2 separate regions of the Sus scrofa genome follow, and region 2 is linked to region 1. The links are chromatin contacts, called in public HiChIP or PLAC-seq maps. All regions are on one chromosome and are shown on one strand. The core of a region is the stretch at or near the end of the contact, and the rest is flanking DNA. Distances in the headings are between cores, read along the strand shown.

Region 1 (3,051 bases), core at 14-2,513:
GGTAAAACTTTCAACTGGATATTTTTTACTTAAATATTCACCTGCCACCTTAATTTGAGAAAATTACAGACAGGTTCAGACATGTTTGGCATGGTATGGCCATAGACTTAATTTGAGAAAATTACAAATGCAAGCATATTTCTTATCATTGAAGTTACCAGCTTAAAAAAAAAGTAATAGCTAGAGGCAAAGTATCACTTTATAGTGTCACTGAGACACACATTGTGCACACGCGCACCCTTACACATTCTCAGTTTCCGCCTTGATATGGTCTTATTCTTAACAAGAGTGAAGAGAATGTACTGAACTTGCTAGCACGCATGCCCATGTGCTGCTCCTTGCCTTTCTCCACCTTGGTTTGTGCTCCATATTGCCACTGGTCTGGGATCACCTTAAGTCTTAGTTTGAGGTTTAATATTACCCATGCTTTATCATCCAAAGTGAAATATGAGCTAATTTACACCTGGTTCTTCTGTATTCTGTCTGTGCCATCTCCTAGGTTATGAACTTATCCAAGGCAGTCTTTTATTAGGCTGGCCATTATCCATAGGAGTTCAAAATAACATTCAACTTGGGGTAAGAGAAATTCCCCTCCTGGCTCGGTGATTAATGAATCTGACTAGAAACCACGAGGTTGCGGGTTGATCCCTGGCCTTGCTCAGTGGATTAAGGATCTGGCGTTGCCCTGAGCTGTGGTGTAGTTTGCAGATTCAGCTCAGATCCCGCGTTGCAGTGGCTGTGGTGTAGGCCGGTGGCTACAGCTCCGATTGGACTCCTAGCCTGGGAACCTCCATATGCCGCTGGGGCGGCCCAAGAAATGGCAAAAAGACAAAACAAAACAAAACAACAACAACAACAAAAACTTGGGGTAATTAACAAATCTCGTTAGGACAAAGGGGTCTTGCATACTCCATTCATTTACCTGATTTCCAGATGTTCTTCGAATTTTAACCTAGCAATTCATTTTTTACTCAATTATTGAAAGATTTCTTAATGTTTTATTTACTATTTTTATTTATTTTATTTTATTTTATTTATTTATTTATTTATTTATTTTTGCAGGACAGGATCCAAATAACCTGCTATTGTTGGAAACTGGAAGTCACGCTCCCATACTTACTTGAGAAAAATTTTACCCAAGTTTTCAAAGCTCTGCTATTTGCTTCTGCAATGCTCTTCTTGATCGCCTTATACACATGTGATTTCTTCCTCCTTCAAAACCCCGTATCATCTCTCTGACCCTCTCTTACTCCCCCATCCTTTAGTCATTCAGCGGCATGCACTCAGCGGTTCCCTTTTCAGATCATGTAGATTCTTGATGGCAGGTGGCATATCTTATCCCCTGAAGCAATTAGTTCATGGTTTGCACAAAGCAGACACTTAAGATTTATTTAATTGAAAACAATTTCAAAGTACGGCTTGAGAAACCATCCGTAATATTAATCACTTCAGTTATTTCCCACATTTCTCAATTGCAACAAAGAATAGTCTTGAGCAATAAAAAAAGTTCCCAAGTCTTTTCCCTCACATTCCACTTAAGTAGGGTTTACATAAAGTAATGTGACAGCCCAAGTTTTTAACTTCTAACAAGACCCAGCTGCAGGAACATTCAATCACCGTTAGTTCAACTTGTGATAACAAACATGTTTCCTCTGTCTACCTCACAGAACACATTAAGCAGCCTCCAGTTCACAAGGAAAGAAGGAATTTGGCTCCTGGGGAGCATAATTCTATACAGATGGAGCCAAGCAAGACCAAACACTAAACTGAACGACAATAAATGAAATGAGGTGGGGAAAGAACAGGAAATGTATGGTGCCTTAACTGCTTGTGTATTTTAGGGGAATATTATTGCAGCCAGAAAATAACCTAAGGTTTTAAATCACCCAACCCAGAGGATAAATTCTAGGATCATCATTTATTAGCTACTTATCGAATCTGAGATACTATGGGCTATGACATTCTTATTGTATGTACCATTTAGAAAGGGAAAAGTCAGTCAAATAATCTCTGTTTTCCATTAGCAGTAAGCATATTGTGATTTCAGGGATGTGAAAAGGTGATAAAATATACTTCTTAGAAATATTGGAATGTGGAATGGAGCTTAACATCTTTAAAGCTCCATTTTTTTTCCATTCAGTAAAAAAAATGGGTATAAAATACTGCCTTCATAAAGGTCAGTTTCCTTATTATATCCTTTCTTGATCCATCTCAGTATTGACCCAGGGGAGTTGTAATGTACGAAGGTGAAGAACCTGGCACCCAACCTACCGCCAAAGAACAGATCACAGGTGGTGGTACAGGTTGAACTGTAGGTTGTACAGCTCAGGAAAAGCAGGTATTTTACCTGTAAACTTGCTTCTACGCCCTCATGAGGTATCTACCTATGGAGAAGAAGAGGGGGTATTGTGAGGTTAACCAGTCCAATGTCTCAGCTTCTGAGAGGAAAACTAACCTATTTAAGTGGGTGCGTTTGTAATAAATTAACAGGCCTTGTATGACTTAACACTTCCCTCTCAGTTTTCGCGGGGGAGTGACTTGCTCACCTACAGGACATGATCTGCTGTGCTCTCTCCTGGGTATGGGAAGGTTACCCCACAGGAGAAGTATGAGATTTTCCAAGCCACTTTATGCCAGGGTAGGTTCATCTGCCTAATTCTGGGGATCAAGTTTCGGAAGTTCACCTACTCACAGATATAAAACACAAGCTCTAACATCAGCTTTCTTGTTAGTAAAGGTGAGATTTTGGTCTCTTATTTAACTTACATTTTCTTATCTTAACTGGATCAAGACTCACATTTCAGGAAATTGTGAGGGGGTACTATTCGTAAGTTCCCTGAAAACGACCATCATGCCTGCCCTTAACTCTGATGAACAGGCAGACCTCTGTGCTAGAACACAGAAATGATGATAAAAGGTTGCCTGTTCAAGAGGTCATTGGTAGATTCAATTCACCATGTAACTGTCCCTTTCTCGCTCTGTCTGACACAGTCACGATGGCAAGCCTAGCCCGCAACCTCAGCTATTTCTTATCTGCTGAGAAGAGAGACT
Region 2 (3,195 bases), core at 170-2,669, 88 kb after region 1:
AATTAAATAGGACACAGTACTTTCTTGTGATTTGAACAAAGTATACTCTCCCTTTCCAATAATAAGTGAGATCTTAATGAGATTCTAAAAGCAAAATGAACAAACAAAAATAGACCAAAAAGATTGCCAGAGAGATAATGCTCAACAAGATATTGTAAATAGTCTTTCGTGGGAGCTTGGAAGATACTTGTGTAGGTTCCCAAACCTAACACAGAACACATGGAGTTCCTGTCGTGGCTCAGGGGAAACTAATCTGACTCTCATCCATGAGGACGCAGGTTCAATCCCTGGCCTTGTTCAGTGGACTAAGGATCCAGCGTTACTGTGGTTGTGGCTGTGGTGTAGGCTGACAGCTGTAGCTCTGATTCAGCAAGGAACCTTGTACATAGTACATATTACATACATATTAATAATGTGTTCTGATTGGCTTATGGCTACAAAGGTCCTACCTTACATTGTAACTGACATTATTTATGGTCGATGGTAGAAAATTGTGGTAGTAGATACAGAACATTGTATTCTAAGTATACGGTTAGTGTGATATCTGAGACAAATTTAGTTTGAAATACATATGTTTTGTAGTTGTTTTTGAAAGCTCACTCAGTAACATTAAATTACCTTAGAATTTTATTTTATTTTATTTTATTTATTTTATTTATGTTATGTTATGTTATGTTATTTTTGTCTTTTTGCTTTTTCTAGGGCCACTCCAGGGGCATATGGAGGTTCCCAGGCTAGGGGGTCTAATCGGAGCTGTAGCTGCTGGCCTACGCCAGAGCCACAGCAACGTGGGATCTGAACCGTGTCTGCAACCTACGCCACAGCTCACGGCAATGCCGGATCCTTAACGCACTGAGCAAGGCCAGGGATCAAACCCACAACCTCGTGGTTCCTAGTCAGATTCGTTAACCACTGCGCCACGACAGGAACTCCTACCTTAGAATTTTAAATAAATCAATTTTTAAAGGCAGTGCTTCCACTTTTAGTCATTCAAATAGTCTCCTTTTAGAGTCACAGTGAAAGAACATTAATTTGTTTGGCTCTTGAAAATGTATGGGTGATGATCATTATCAAAAAGAGAAAGACAGGTACAGTACATGCCAAAGTATCTTGAGGCAAACATTTTTCTTCGTAAATAGATTCCTATTTAAACAAAAGCTCTGCTCTAGATTTGAATTACAACTATGCCTTTTATGTAATGAGACCTGTTACCTCTATCAGACATGTGAGTGATTATAATGTCTGTAAGTTGTCTTTTGCAGATCAAAACATAGGTATATTACTAGGAAAAAATTAAGCAAAATGTCCTCCCTCCTCTTCCTCCTTTGGAGGAAATCCTTGAACTCCAACACAGTGTGGCTGAAGGTTCAACTTCCCCCACAGCTGATAAAGCATTGGGTAGAAAAGGAATAATGAGAGCAGACTCTGTGACAAGGATTGCAGAGCACATCTGCAGTGGGGAAGTACAGGGAAGGCCAGCAGAGAAGTATACAGAAACAATATCAAAATGAGAAGAGCACTAGTAAAGGACACTGTTAAGCCGCCTGCCACCCTGGGACATCCCCTGAACTCCTGCGGAAGGTTCTACTGTAAGTGGCTATGAGTGATGCAGCTCCATGGCCATCAAAGACAACAAGCCTCTGATTCAGGGGCCCAACAAATCACATGCACGACCAACAGAAATAATTCCACATCTTGTCACCTCACAGTAAAACAATAGAACGCAGAGGACAAAGATGAGCTCTTCAATCAGTGTAACCTTCCATGAGTCAATGCTGAGTGGTATATATAACACAGTTCACCCCAATATTAAGTCCATATAAAACTGAATTGATCTGATTGGGGTTTTGTTTTGTTTGTAAAATAATCGCAATGACCAGGGGTTTTCAGAGTTCAGTAAAAATTTAGTCAGTAGAAAGCAGGTTTTAAAAAGAAAACTAATAATTAAAAGTTTGTTGGAGTTCCCATTGTGGCACAGTGGAAACAAACCCAGCTAGTATCCTTGAAGATGTGGGTTGGATCCCTGGCCTTGCTCAGTGGATTAAGGATCCAGCACTGCCATAAGCTGCAGTATAGGTGGCAGATGCAGCTCAGATCTGGTGTTGCTATGGCTGTGGAATAGGCCAGCAGCTTCATCTCTGATTAGACCCCTAGCCCGGGAACTTCCATATGCTGCAAGGGTGGCCCTAAAAGGAAAAAAAAAAACAAAATAAAACACCCTTTTTTTTTGCATTAGTCATAAAATTCATATTAAGTTGCTCTCTCTATTTGCATAGGACAAGAGTAGAAACAAAGGTTCATAGGTTATCTGTTGAATGATTTGACTAAGTTTAGCTTCCTTACTTTAGTGACCTAATTCTATATACGTAATGGTGATCATTTTGGCATTCTCACCTTTATTTTTCTTTTTAAGATCAAGTGAATATTCACTCTATAATCTCCTAGAGACACTGGGGAATATTAGGCCTGTTTTGCCCTCGGTCATGATCTTCTCCTGTTTGTATGGTACTATAGAGAAGCTGTACACAATTCGTTTATATGCAGGTCCTGGTGCAGACATGCGTGCTCAACTCAGAGATCGGACCCTTATTAGCCATGTGACCTGGAGCAAATGACTTAACGGCTTACACTTTAGGTTTTCTCACTTCATCCCTAGAAAACTATGTTCTAGAATATCGAATCACTTCTTGGTTCTCTGCAAACACAATTTCTGTTTGAGCTCAGGGTCTTACAGATGCTCTTCCCTCTAACTGGTACATCTTTCATCTTATCACCTCCTACTTATGTTCATCTGGTGACTTCTTACTTATTCCCTGGCTCTTAGTTTGTACATCCCCTGCTATAGGAGGGTTTTCTTGGGCCTTCCAGATGTTTCTCAGCTAATGAAGGGTCCTAGTCAGTCTAATCGTTTTCTTTCCACTGCGATTTGCTAGTGACAGGAAGTGAGGCAAAAGGAAATTAACTGACTTGCCCAAGGTTATGAAACCTGTTCAGCGCAGAGCCAAACCTTGATGCCAGGATCATTATCTCCCTTTTCTTTCATGACTTCTGCCTTGGTGAGGCCAGCTCCACCCTGGTTACACCCAGATTCTACGGGATGTTGAGACAAAACCTCCAGAAAGAGACCCTCTGTGTATTTCTGGGTGAGGTGCATTTCTTCCCCATGACAGGTAACACATCAGACCATCTAAGACA

What was found. HiChIP or PLAC-seq counts read pairs in DNA pulled down with a chosen protein or histone mark.
Region 2: an H3K27ac HiChIP or PLAC-seq map of alveolar macrophages shows a contact between it and region 1. The contact joins two enhancer-like sites. A contact is called at or near these places in 2 of 47 Hi-C or Micro-C datasets (liver and skeletal muscle) and 1 of 2 datasets of contacts at active chromatin or transcription factors (alveolar macrophages).

The regions. Positions count from the first base shown.
Region 1 is chr8:70,080,163-70,083,213 of Sscrofa11.1, forward strand. No RefSeq gene overlaps it. Among named protein-coding and RNA genes, the nearest start is that of PPBP, 60 kb to the left of the region's middle. Within about 2 kb of position 1,264, at least 5 of the 83 cell types and tissues checked have an H3K27ac peak or open chromatin away from gene starts, as enhancers often do. A contact at or near this core is called in alveolar macrophages, where this site is marked.
Region 2 is chr8:70,167,927-70,171,121 of Sscrofa11.1, forward strand. No RefSeq gene overlaps it. Among named protein-coding and RNA genes, the nearest start is that of MTHFD2L, 10 kb to the right of the region's middle. Within about 2 kb of position 1,420, at least 2 of the 83 cell types and tissues checked have an H3K27ac peak or open chromatin away from gene starts, as enhancers often do. A contact at or near this core is called in alveolar macrophages, where this site is marked.